2 separate regions of the Mus musculus genome follow, and region 1 is linked to region 2. The links are chromatin contacts, called in public HiChIP or PLAC-seq maps. All regions are on one chromosome and are shown on one strand. Each heading gives the region's core, a stretch centred on a gene start, on an enhancer-like site or on the middle of the called end of the contact. The rest is flanking DNA. Distances are from core to core; before and after follow the strand shown.

Region 1 (6,634 bases), core at 1,740-4,239, 540 kb before region 2:
ACACTAGTGACAGCTCCTGCTGTCAAGGATGTGGAGCCAGTGTCAGCACTCCTCCACTGCTGGTGGGAGTGCAAACTTGAAGAGCCACTTTGGAAATCAATATTGTGGCTCATCGGAAAACTGAGCATTGATCTACCTCTCTTGGGCATATACTCAAAGGTCACTTCATCCTACCACAAGGACACTTGCTCAGCTCTGTTCTTCAAAGCCTTATTAGTAATAGCCAGAAACTGGAAACAAGATATGTGTTCCTCAGCCAAAGAATGAATAAAGACAAAATGGTACATTTACACAGTGGAGTATTATTCAGCAGCTGAAAACAGTGACATGAAATTTGCAGGTAAACTGATAGAACTAGAAAAAAAAAAACCATTCTGAGTGAGGTGACTCAGACTCAGAAAGACAAACATGGTGTGTACTCACAATGACTATTAGCTGTGAAGTAAGGGGGGGGGGGGAACATAAGTGAGGATGCAATGAGCTCTCAGGGAAGGGGAAATAGAATAGACTTCCAGGAAGGATTGGGGCAGGTATGGAATAGGAGTGATGAGGGTCGGGGAGAAAAGACTGGGAGAAACTGTTGGAATTGAGATGTATTTCAGGGTCAGCTAGAAACCTAGTGCAATGGAAACTCCATAAAATTTATGAGAGTAACTCTAGCAACACCTCCTAGTCAAGTAGGACATGGATCCTGAGCAGGCCATCTTCTGTAACCCTCAAGTGGAGGGATTTAGGACACCAACCCAGTCACAAAACCTTCAAGCTACAGTTTGTCCTGACGTGAGAGTGTTCTGGGACAAAAGCCTAGCATAGTTGCCATCAGAGAGATTTCATCTAACAACTGATAAAAGCAGATGCAGAGTCCCACGGCCAAACATTCGGCAGAGCTCAGGAGTCCTGCAGATGAGGTGGGAGGAAGGGACTAGAGGCAACAGGGACACCACAAGAACACGATCCACAGGATCAACTGACCAGGATTTATGGGCACTTACAGAGGTCAGGGAGCCTGTAGGAATCTGACCTAGGTCCTCTGCACATAAGTTATGGCTGCGTAGCTTGATGTTTTTGTAGGAATCCCAGCAGTGGGATCCCTGACTCTTTTTTCTACTCGTGGGGGAAACAAGACATACTTTCCTCCTACTGGATTGCCTTGTTCAGCCTTGATCTGATATGAGCTATGTGCCTGAATTTATTGTAGTTTGTTATGCTGTGTTTGGTTGAAGTCTCTGGAAGGCCTCCTCTTTTCTGAGAGGAGGCAGAGCAGGGGCAGGATGTGTGTGTGTGTGTGTGTGTGTGTGAGAGAGAGGGGGGGGGTTGGGGAGAGAGAAAGAGAGAAGACTGGGGAGGGGAGGGAAACTAGTTGAAATGCAATCTATGAGAGAAGAATGAAAATAAAAAATGAGGCTTAAGTTTCTATCAAATTTAAATAATGTAGCAGCTATGTGATCATGGTAATTTATGTGATCATGAGACTGCAAAACAGAGAAGTTACTTTATTACAGACGTAAGAGGCTTGTAAGAGGAAGTGACACATCATCAATACTTTAATACATCATCAATTCAAGAGTCAATTTTCTGTCCATGGGATGCAGGGGACTATGTCCAGGGACTTGTGCTTGCTAGGCAACTCTACCACTATCCCAGCTCAGGAGTCAAAAGTTTTATAGTTTCATTGCTGTCTTACAGAATCCTTTTAATTCTTTTAAATTTACATATTGTGGAAGAGAATAAAGATAATCACTAAAGCCATAAAATAGATCCAGTAATGGGATTAATCAGCAAAGCATCAGCAGTTCTAAGTAATTGTTTTAAATCTGTATTAAAATTGATACACAGATCAGCAGTATTCTTGCACTCAGCAGGAAACCATCTAATTCTATCATAATTTCAATAATCCTGAGGCACAGAATTGCTTCCTTTAGTCCTTTGGGTTTATGTTGTATTTTAAAAAATCACTAGAACATTCTGAGTCCAAGTAGTAGTTAAGTGGAAAGGTTCTTTTATCATTGTGTAAGATGTATAACTGATATTCTGTCTTTTTCAATATTTATTTTTATTTTATGCATGTGAGTGTTTTGTCTGCTATTTCCACCTTGTGGGTCCCAGGGATTGAATTCATTTGTCAGGCAGAGCAACAAAGGATTTTACCCATGGAGCCAAATATGTGCATAGAGCTTGAGAAGGCTAGAAGGGGACCTTCAATCTGGAACTGGAATTACAGGGCTTTAGCCAATACATGGGTGCTAGGAACCTAACCTGGTTCTCTGTAAGACCAGCAAGTGTTCTCAACTCCTAAGCCATCTCTTCAGCCCAATATTCTGTCCTCGAACACTTGTCCACTATATAATGTCTACAGCAATCTAGAATTGCACTTGGGTCACTTCTAGATAGTCTAAATCTAAATTCTTCCAACCCTAGGGAAACCCTCATCCTTTAGAGCCTCCAGGATCAACACTGGTGCCCACCAGGAGCTGGGGCTCATCAGAAGGAGCAGTTTCTGTCTCCTTGTGAGGGTTCTCAGGGAAGCTACTAGAGAAGACTCCCAAACGTGTATTTTTTTATATAATTATTCAGTTTTTTAAAAAGTGTGTGTGTATGTGAAAATCCGTTTTTTTTTTTCCATCATGTGGGTTCCAGGGATTGAATTTAAATAATTTTCAGGCTCCGGAACAAGTGCCTTTACACTCTGAGCAGTCTCCCTGGGACATGGGCATGTTTTTATTATTATTATTATTATTATTATTATTATTATTAAAGTTTCCATGCTTGCTTTGGCAGTACATATACTAAAATTGGAACGATACAGAGATTAAGATGGTCCCTGCTCAAAGATAACAAGCGAACATATTTAAACAACAACAACAACAACCCTCGAAAACCTCGCTGATGTAGCTGTGCCAAGTTATCCTAGGGAGTAGCCTTTAGAAGCCCTAAGCTGCGCCACGGTTGCCAGGCCCCTTTAAGGCCCTTCCTTCTCTAGGAGGCGGAACCGGAAGCGCGAGGACGCGGTGCCCAACATGGCGGCCGCCTGGCCCGCGGGTCGGGCTTCCCCAGCGGCGGGGCCTCCGGGCCTTCTCCGCACCCTGTGGCTCGTGACGGTCGCCGCGGGACACTGTGGGGCTGCTGCCTCTGGCGCTGTCGGGGGCGAGGAGACACCCAAGTGTGAGGACCTCAGGGTGGGACAATATCCTCCGGAAAGCCGCCGTTCTCAGGCGGTCAGCTGGACCCCGGGCTGTGGGATGGGGACCGTGGCCTCCGCTGTGGCTCTAGTGACCATTGGACCCCGGGAGGTGAGGAGGGCTGTGGGGACGAAGGGCGAGCACCGTGGGCTTTCCCTGGACCGATCAGTGGTTGGCACTTCCTTCTCCGATTGACCATGGATTTTACCGGCTTGCCCACTTACTCACACACACACACACACACACACACATCTAGGTTGTGTCCCAGACACAAAAGATGCGAAAATTGTTCGACGCGTTCCTGAAAGTTTGCAGGTGTTGAGGGAGACAAGTAATTACTAGTGAACCAATGCATGTGTCTCACTTGTCATTAACGTAACATATATCACCTACAGCCATCCTCAGATGGCTTCACTTTGTGATTTTAGACAACTTATTATTATGTTTTAAAATTAGAGATCCTCTTGGATGTTTTAAAATGTAATATTTGTATTAGTTCTTTGTGAGAATTTCACCCAGTGGATTTTGATCATATTCAACCTCAAACTCCTTCTACATTGTCTTCCCTCCCACTCCCCCTTAACCTCGACCCCTACCACACACACTTAAAAAAAAAAAAGAAAACTAACACAGGGAGTCAGATATGTGCTGTTCATATCTACAGTGGTATGGGGCTATTCGCTGAAGCATGGTTGCCTTACCTGGGACTTAAACCTATGACTCTCTAACTTAGCAGCCATCAACTGGCCATAGTTAGGGGTGGGGGCTTTTGAATGAGCAAATAATTTAAGTCTAAAACATACTTATACCAGTGACTACCAACTTAAGGGAGCATTTATGCTAATTTAATTACCACAACAGTTTCGTTGGGTGTTTATTTACAGATGAGAAATCTGATTTAGGAATGGGTGAACTGTCTTATTACATTAGCGCACCGCAGAGCAACAAGGTGAAATTCGTGTTATACTCAAAAAACTATGTTTGAACAAAACTTTGGGTACTGACACAGTGCCTCAGACATTTGTGTACAGATCCTCAAACCTGCAGAAGCAAGAAAGAGTCTTAAGAAAAATCTTACAATTAAGAGAATCTGCCAGGCAGTGGTGGCCCAAGCCTTTAATCCCAGCACTCGGGAGGCAGAGGCAGGCAGATTTCTGAGTTTGAGGCCAGCCTGGTCTACAGAGTGAGTTCCAGGACAGCCAGGAGAAACAGAGAAACCCTGACTTAGAGAGAGAGAGAGAGAGAGAGAGAGAGAGATCTGTGAGTTAAGGAGAGCATGCATTAGATTTGCACAGATTACCTCTAATTTGCTTTGCCAACCCCATTATGCAGGGAGTTGCTGACATACTGAGTTTATCATTGTCTTAGGAAAGATGAGAGTGTCCTTCTAAGAAGTATTTGAGCTGATTATGAGCTATTGAACCCTTGTGAGAAGTGACTGAGCCTGTAGAACTCTGGTGACAACTGAACATTGCCTTAATGACAACTAACTAAAGATGACCTTTCCAGAAGTGATTCAGAAGTCCAAATAAGGGTCCACCTGTGACTAGAGACACCCTGTATGCACCATACCTATCCCATTGCAGTGTGAACCATACAATCTTTGGACAATAAAACTTAGAAACATTCTTATTGTTCTAACATCTATTCGAGAGTGGTTTTCAGTAACTTAAGATCCTACTGGAGCCACTGACCACAGAGATAACAACTACAACAGATGCACAGTATCCCAGCTTTGAGTCAACAGATCTGATTTGGCTGCCTGTCACTTACATGACTGGATAAGCCACTCAAAGTTAAACACTCAGCTAGTGCTTCTGTGGCATAGGAATAACAATATCTTCCTCATCTGTTTGTGTTACATGGAATTAAGTGTGAATTAGTTGAATCCAGAGCTCTGGAAACTGATCTGTTTTTAAAGTTAAAAATAATTTGGTGAAGATTTTTAATTTGATGCTGCTTTCTGTCTGTTCCCGGATTGATATTCTTCGAAGATGGCATCATCTGCTAGAACTTTTGATAGAAATTTATTTTATGACTTCTATACAATAATTTAACTTTCAACTATTTTCTAGGGAACACTAAAAAAGTGTATTTGGGTGTTTTGTTTTGAGATAGGGTCTCAACATAGCCCTGTCAGACCTGGAACTCATTCTGTAGATGATGACCTTGAACTCGAGAGATCTTCCTGCCTTTGCCTCCCAAGTGCGACTAAAAGCATGCACCACCACAGCAAGTTTAAAAGTGTAATTGTGTCTGAGTTTGTTGATTAGTACAAACTTAAAGCCTCTCTGTACATGTGAATCAGTAGGAGTATGTAAGACATTTAAAACATAGTGTTTTATGCTAGAAATATAATTCAAATTTCCTTAACTTTTTAAACATATATTTGTAAAGAACCAAAAATAAATGATGCTACGCAAGAACCAGTTAATTGTACAAACTACACAGCTCATGGTAAGATTTCTAGAATCATGTCTTTGAAATGTTTTATAAAATTTTACCTATTTCAAGTAACAGTGCATGACCCCTAAGGGTAATTAATAAATGTGTTTTATGTTGTGTTAGATAATATTGTTCAGTTTTTAGAATAATTTAGATTTGGAAATTGATTAAAATTGTCAACATTCAATTAATTAGTTGGTTAACTAACTAATTAATTTTGTGCTTGTGATTGAACCCAGGGGTCCTTGCATGCTCCTGCAGAGTTATAACCAGTGTCACTATTTAGGTTAAGAAACAAGTTTTCTTAATTATATAATCTGGGGTGTTTTTATGCATATTTATTGTATAGCATTAGAATCTGTTATATAGATCATGCTTTTAAGTTTTTAATTAAGTTTATGTTTAACTGATTTATAAAAACTAACTGTTGTATATTAGTTGTCTGATAAAATGGTGTGTGTGTGTGTGTGTGTGTGTGTGTGTGTAATACTTAAGTCAGGATAACTGTATTTATCCCTGTATTTCCTTCTGCTTCCCAAGCTTTGTTATAGAGATATAAATACAGTTATTTAGTTAGGTTTTGTGCTTCTGTTTTTTTCTTTCTTTCTCTCTCTCTCTCTCTCTTTATTTTTTGGTCTTTTCGAGACAGGGTTTCTCTGTGCATTCCTGGCTGTCCTGGAACTCACTCTGTAGACCAGACTGGCCTCGAACTCAGAAATCTGCCTGCCTCTGCCTCCCAAGTGCTGGGATTAAAGGCGTGCGCCACCACTGCCCTGCCTTCTCTCTCTTTTTAAGACAGGGTGTCGCTGTGTAAGCCTTGAAATCACAGCGATAGATCTTCCTGCCTCTTCCTCTACAGTGCTAGGATTAAAGATGTGCCCTAGTATGTTGTCTTAGTCACTGTTCTGTTGCTGTATAGAGGCACCATGACCAAGGCATGTCTCATAAAAGTGTTTACTTGGGGACTTCCTTACCGACTTAGTTCTTTAGCATCATGGCGGGGAGCATGG
Region 2 (6,832 bases), core at 3,340-5,839:
AGGAGAGATACCAGTCACCAGCGCTGAAAGCCACACAAGCCACATGCCCAAGACAAGTCCCAGCGGGATCAGTGTGGCTGATCACCAGGCTGACCATGGTGAACGGGGTGAATGCTCCCCAGTTGGGGAGCTTTAAATTTTTGCCTCCGTGTATTCACTTGTACGTTCATTAAGAACTGCAGCCCCAGCAGGCAGCCCAGCCCAGGGTTTTCTATGTGAGCTACCGTGCTCTATTATACATGACACTTGTCAATTAAAGAGGAAACCCTTTTAAAGCAAACTGAAGTTAAGCTGGTACTTTCTTCAACATCTGATTTACCGCTGCTGTTATCGTCCAAAGGGAAGTTTGTTTTAGAACAATGATAGCAGCCGTAATCCCCCCATTTTAGTAGTGAGGGATTTAAACACATTCAAGGCACTGGGGACCGGTCAAAAGGCTCCTTTCAGCAGAACTATGTATTTTCAGTGGCAAAAAGGACGGTCTCATGATGGGATAACTGCCAACAGTGGACAATGTTTTAGCCTAACGGTTAAGAGAATATCATTTTAAACTACCTGGTATAATACAAACGTGGCACAATAGATCAATGCAATGAATCCTCTGTAGTCCCTAAAACGCTCTCCCAAATAATGGAATCCATTAATAATGATTATAGTTTCAGAGCTTTTGCCACAAAAGTAATGCCCAGTGCTACATCTCGACGGTCTCTAATAAATACATACAAGTCCTGCAAAAGGAGCAAAATCATAACAGAGCAGCTGAGTAGAGATTCCATTGAGCACGAAATTTAAAAGCCTACAGGTTAGCTCTATTCAAATCTGATCTTTTTTTTTTCTGGCCAAAGGCATGGTTTTTATTTGTAAAATGGGACTTGGACCAGGTGACATCTCAGAATCTTTCCAGCTCTGGTTCCTCGGGGGCTTAAAGTTTTTGCTAATGTTATGATTCATAATGAAGTTACTTTAATTTTAGTTATAATTATTCAATTTATTCACTTATTATTTATTTATTGTGTATGTGTTTTATGTGTCTTCATGTGCAGACAGGCAGGCCATAGCAAATGTGTGGCAGTTGGAGGATTTTAAGGAAATCTATTTTAAGGAACTTTAAAGAATCTATTCTTTCCTTCCACCATGTAGGACCAGAGGGTTGAACTAGGGTCATTAGGCTTGGCAGCAAGTGCCTATCTCTGCCGATCCATCTTGCCAGTCCAACAGTCACATTCATACTTTTACTAGCATGAAATAACAGAGGATGGCAGCATGGTCCATGAGATTTCTGCAATGAAACTTTGAGACTGGTCTGAGGGAAGAAAACTTTAGAGAAACAGTCATGTCATTATATTAGATCTAGGTCTTAGCATGTTTTCAGAAACATGGAAAGCAATACATCTGGGACCTTTGATGGCAAATAAGAAAGTACCACAATAGAACCTCCTGGAAACATGGGTAACTCAGCAAATATGGGAAGTCTTCATGAGATATACATTCATGCTCTTTAAATGAAAAATCTCACTGGGCATAGTGGGACACACTCATAATCACAGCTAATTGATAAACTGAGGCAGGAGGATTGCTTGAGTCCAGGGATTCTGGGCTATAGTGTGCCATGTTGATCCAGACTTAGTTTGGTATCAGTATGCTAACATCAGTGCACCACCAGTTTTCCCAAGGTATGGTGAACTGGCTATGGTCAGGAAAGAAAAGCCTCCAAGCTCAGAAATAGAGCTTCATTAAATTCTAGCTAAATGATGATGAATATTCATTATTTATTCCATGGCCTGTATGTCCTCTGTTTAAGTCATTTTCATTTATTCCTCGGAACAAAGTATTATCCCATTTTATAGGCAAGGACATCAAGGGTTCTGCCAGGTATTCTCAACATATTCATAACTGACAGACTGGGTAAGCCAGTCCAACCCCAGAGCCCAAACTATTCATGCAACCATGGGGACCAACTGGCCTGCCATCTTCAAAAGCTTTTACTTTTGTATTATTTAAGCATGATAGGACAAGCTTCAATTAAAAGGTAGTTTATACACAGACTACTTCTACAGTACAGATCTTTAATGGGCTTTGTTTAAATGTATGCATTTAAATGTGCAAGTTAAAATATTCACAAGTAACCTGAGTTCAATAGATTTGAGTTGAGCCAAAAGAGAGGATCGTGTATCATACTGACTTCCCGTCCTTTAGAGCAGAGCTTCTCTGCCTTCCTAATGCTGTGGCCCTTTAAAATAAAACAGTTCCTCGTGTTATGGTGACCCCAGCCATAAAATTATTCTTGTTGCTACTTCATAACTGTAATTTGGTACTATTTTGAATTTTAATGTAAATGTCTGTGTTCTCTGATGGTCTTAGGTGACCCCGGTGAAAGGGTCATTCAACCCTTCAAAGTGGCCACGACCTGCAGGTTTAGAACCACTGTTTTAGAGCAAATCCTTCAAAATGCTCTTGACTATAGAAGGAAACTACAGCTATCAGGCTTCTGAGTAAACTCACATGAGAGAGTTCCCTTCATCTTACCACAGCAAGAGACAGGTTGTACGGGAGGCTGCAGCACAGCACCAGTGAAAGGAAGTTGCGAAATAAGAAGGAGCAAGTGTAGACAGACAAGGACTCCAACAGCGTGTGAAAGAGTAAACTTTACGCTAAGCCTACAAACACCACAAGTGGGAAAAGTCAGAAAGATCTGGGAGCTATTTTTAGCATATCAAAACCTCAAACAGGACCTCCACACTGACCCACCAAGCAATCACACAAGCTAAACTATCAACCAACTAGTCACACAAAACCATTTCACCTTCTGTACAATGGCTCAGTGTATTCAACTATACATACTTATTTACTTCAAAGGGAGAAAACAAATTAATCATCCATTGCTGTTTATCTGGGCCACAAAACACAAAATGAAACAAAAAATAATAATAGCTGAGATTCTTGAGAATAACAGGACTGGAACAGAGGGTTAAAGTAACAGCCAGAGGCATCACTTAGTAGCCCAAATATCAGACTTCAAACCCTAGTAACCAAGGATCATGTTATAGGAAAATACCGGAAGAAATCATAAGTGCTTGAGGATGGCGTAGGTGAGATAAAGCAGGCTGCTGATACTCTGTGATGACACTGTGACTAATAGGGAGCAGTGAGGTCATGGCAAACTCCATTGACATGTTCCAATCAAACATTTGAAGGCACTATTCTAGTAGCATTTAACCCACAGAACACCAGTGACCAGCCCAGAATGTATAGTCATTTTGTTAGCAGGGAACTTGTCTTCAGAGACTGCAGAGTGTCACCTAAACGTGTACACCCTTGCCTTCAAGGGCAGTGTCAACACAAAGAAGCAAGTCTCCTAGTCCCTGCTGAGGGTCATTCACTGAACAAACTCAGGACTCACACTGAGAAAGCTAGGCTAAGTAAAAGCAAGGCTGGGAAAAGATCAATGGCGTATGATCCCAGCCTCCTCCTCCTTGGAGTTATAGAGACAGAGCAGGACATCCAGACACGGCAGGACACCACAGGGCTTCTGGCCCTCATAACTGCAGAGGGACAAAGGTCAGCAAAGCCACTCTAGGGTACAGAGTACCTACTCTTTACATGGCTAACCTCTGTGTGCTGACACCTCTATGACGGGGTTTCTAGAGTTTGCTTTTTATATCTTCAAAGAAACACATTTCATAAAAAAAAAAAAAGAAAATAGACCTCTGATCATAACACTCTTAGAAAGTCTTAGCTTGAGAAAAATTTAAAAGCCCAGCTATAAATCTTGCAAAATGAGAATTTATAATAGGAGTGCAGAGAGATCTTTAATTATGCAGACTGTGGGCCTCGTGTAATAAAGCCCACGTATTTGCAGCTTATGTCATTGTGTATAGGGTGCCTCAGAAAGGCTCTGTGTGTGTCTGAATCAATGAGTTGAAGTTTTACACAAGGGAAGGAAGTGAAGAGAACACTGCTTGGAGAAGCAGGGATTTACCTCCTGGGGCTCCAGGCAGTGAATGATGGTTCTGACTCTTCCAGTTTGTATAAAAGGTTGAAGTTCATTCTGGCGCAGGGAAGCATTCCACAAGACCCGCTGCCTCTATGGGCAGGCGATTAATCTCATGATCGATAGACCATATGATTAGGCACTAATAGCTGATAGGAGGAGAGAATAAACAACCATAAATTTGCTTTGTACCCAGCAATCCAACTGTAAGCAGGGCCATTTAATGGCCACACTGGGTCATGTTACCTAAGGGCCCATATGGAATAAAAAATGGAAGACAAAAACATTTTAAAAGATCTTCAATTATCAAAGGTAGGGGTGGAGGCAGAGGCTCTATTAGTGCAGTGTTCTTTGGCATGAGATGCCCAAGGCTTCCACATTGGGAGTGAAGAGGGCAGATGCAGAAGGAGCAACAGCAAAGTCTGTTTGCTGAAACAATGCTTTATAAACAGCATCGCCAGCCACCCTGTGCACAGTGTAAGTGGTGCTGGGTGGTCCAGCTCATGCCCAGCAGCCACTGGAACCTGTGTCCATCACGGGCTGAGTGTGCTCTCTGCAGCAGGCAGAGCAGAGGCTGGACTGTGTAATTTCCTCTTTGCATGCAGATCACTGCTCTGTACTCCAGAGCTGTTTCTCAGCGAGCGTGTCATGAACTTCCAGTGTTGGGAATAGTTATGCGACATAAAAGCCGTGATGCAGGAGGCCATAAATCTCACTCTTTCTTCTTTCCCTTTCCCTGGCTTCTTCCCTTTCTAAGACTCTGACCTCCTCCATCAGGCCCTTGAAAGAAAGGCAATCAATCACCCCCTAGACTAAAATGAAAACCTGGGTCCTCTCTGCACACTGGACAGCTTTCCCCTTGTGTGATAAAAATGGGGAAACATCTCTAAGATGGCAAGTCCCCCTCCTATGTGTTCCTCTTTCCACTCCATGCAGAGCCTGGAAGCAAAAAGCCTTCAAGCTCTTGTTATCAATGACCATGAAACAGGAAAGGAAGACACTTTGTTAAGCCAAAAGGAATGTGCTAGAGAAAGTACCAGATAAAGACAAAGAAGAATTTGAAGCAGACTTGCACTGTTCTCGGGGCCCACAGCAAAGCACACCAACCTCTGTTCTTTGAAAACTATCTGGGAAACAACCCACCCCCACCCCTCTCACTACCTCTGAGTACCCCCCCCCAGCCCCCACATCATCCCTCCCTCCTCCCCCTTGCCAGCACAGCCTTTGTGACTTCCCAAGCCTTGAGGGACCAACTGTTTCCAGGGCTTCCCTCTGGGCTAATTGTTCAACACTGCCCATGACTCTGGAGCCCACAGGAGAAAAAAGGCACTTCAGATGCCCTAGGGAAGACTGGGGGAAATTTCTGTTGGAAATCCATTCCTTGTTTATTATCATCAACCACAAAGAAGCCTACTGTAATAAGCAGTTACTACAGCCAAGTGAGATGAGAATTCTAAAGTTTGCAGGCAAAATTCCTTCTCTGTTTACATTTATTCAAAATACTTCCACTCGGCATAATTTCGGAGTTGAAAGACATTTAGCCAGGTGTGCTGGCTCACAAAAAGATGCCACCAAAGGTCAAACATGAAGCATAGTCCAAGGTCCAGGCACTGCTTTGCTAACATTTCTTGGAGCAACAAGACCAGTTAGTACAAGGCCATTGCACTAACTGAACCCAAGCAGGGCCACTGTACTAACCCCCCACTGATCAGGAAGGATTCCACTGAACCTAAAGCAGCTGGATGGCCAAGAAAGCCCTTTGGTCTGCTGTGCTGGGCCCGAGGGAACAGGGGCAGAACTCAGGACAGAAAGGGACTTAGGAAATGAGAGGCTCAGGGAGCAGAGGCTGAGCCCTGGGAGCAGGCCAAGGCCCCATGTTCTATCACCCTGACCATGGCGTTCATGTTGCCTAGTGGCTTTCCAGTGACTGGTATCAACTTCTGGCCATCTCTGAAACACTCAGAAAGCAGAGCGCAGACTCTCAACTCCCTTTGTACCGTAGGTTAATTTCTCCCCAAGGGGAAAGAGAAATTTTCCTTTGAAGACGTATGGAGGAGTCTAAATCGAACCAGAGAAGCCCCTGACCTTCAGTGGTTGCCTAAAAGCTGCTGTACCCTATGACAGTATCACTGCAGCAATGATAAAATGATAACTAACATACACTCTACATCAGGTAGAGACTGGGCATATGTAAAATAATTTCTAACTGCCAAACCACCCTAAAAATTAATAGTACATTCCCACCCCCAACTATACATATTCGAAAGCTACAGAGGGGAAGGTAAGTAACCTCCCAGCATCAAATTGTCATCACCAGAAGACTGAAAACCTGGTCCAGCCTACTTCAAGAAAAGGATAACAGAGGTTCGGCTAGTTTTTGCTGTCTTCCATACCACCTTGTTGGTTTCGGAGTGAACCTGTTTGCTGCCTATGAATTTGGCTGGCTAGCCCTTCCTCTGCCTTATATTTTTCTAAGCATTTCCCATGGATAACAGAGCTTATACCAGTAAGAAGCCAGGTACCAGATGAATCTAGTTTTACCAAGTGCCAAGTGGAGACCGAGGTGAAGCACGTCCAGCCACAAAGGAAGAGAGCAGCAGTGAGACACTAGAGGTTGATTTGTGATTGTTAGAAGGCAAAAAGAGGAAGGAACCTCCTTTTTCATCCACAGAAACTATTTCCTGAGACCCTACCACATCTTCCTACTATATCCTACTATCTAGCCATACCTTCCTAAACTCAATTAGAAAGGGAACAGTGGGGCCTCCCTTTTATTTCTTGCCTAAGTAGGAAATGTAGGATAATGTACACGGAAGGAAGGTAACTTTCCCAGAGAGCTCC

What was found. HiChIP or PLAC-seq counts read pairs in DNA pulled down with a chosen protein or histone mark.
Region 1: a contact with region 2 is called in an H3K4me3 HiChIP or PLAC-seq map of forebrain, with 3 times the contacts expected there. The contact joins the promoter of Tm2d1 here to the enhancer-like site in region 2. A contact is called at or near these places in 5 of 39 promoter capture datasets (the 3T3-L1 cell line, cranial neural crest, embryonic stem cells and 2 more), 4 of 115 datasets of contacts at active chromatin or transcription factors (bone marrow-derived dendritic cells, bone marrow-derived macrophages, craniofacial prominence and 1 more) and 1 of 9 other capture datasets (adipose tissue).

Annotation. Positions count from the first base shown.
Region 1 is chr4:98,379,620-98,386,253 of GRCm38.p6, reverse strand. Tm2d1 (TM2 domain containing 1) reads left to right here and starts at 2,989. Exons shown (of 7, transcript NM_053157.2): 1 at 2,989-3,184; 2 at 5,563-5,636. The coding sequence starts at 3,018.
Region 2 is chr4:97,837,703-97,844,534 of GRCm38.p6, reverse strand. The region is part of intron 2 of Nfia (nuclear factor I/A); the gene reads right to left. It overlaps Gm19417 (a long non-coding RNA gene), which reads left to right. Exons shown (of 2, transcript XR_376437.4): 2 at 1-3,695. Among named protein-coding and RNA genes, the nearest start is that of Gm19417, 28 kb to the left of the region's middle. Within about 2 kb of position 4,589, at least 56 of the 459 cell types and tissues checked have an H3K27ac peak or open chromatin away from gene starts, as enhancers often do. A contact at or near this core is called in adipose tissue and forebrain, where this site is marked.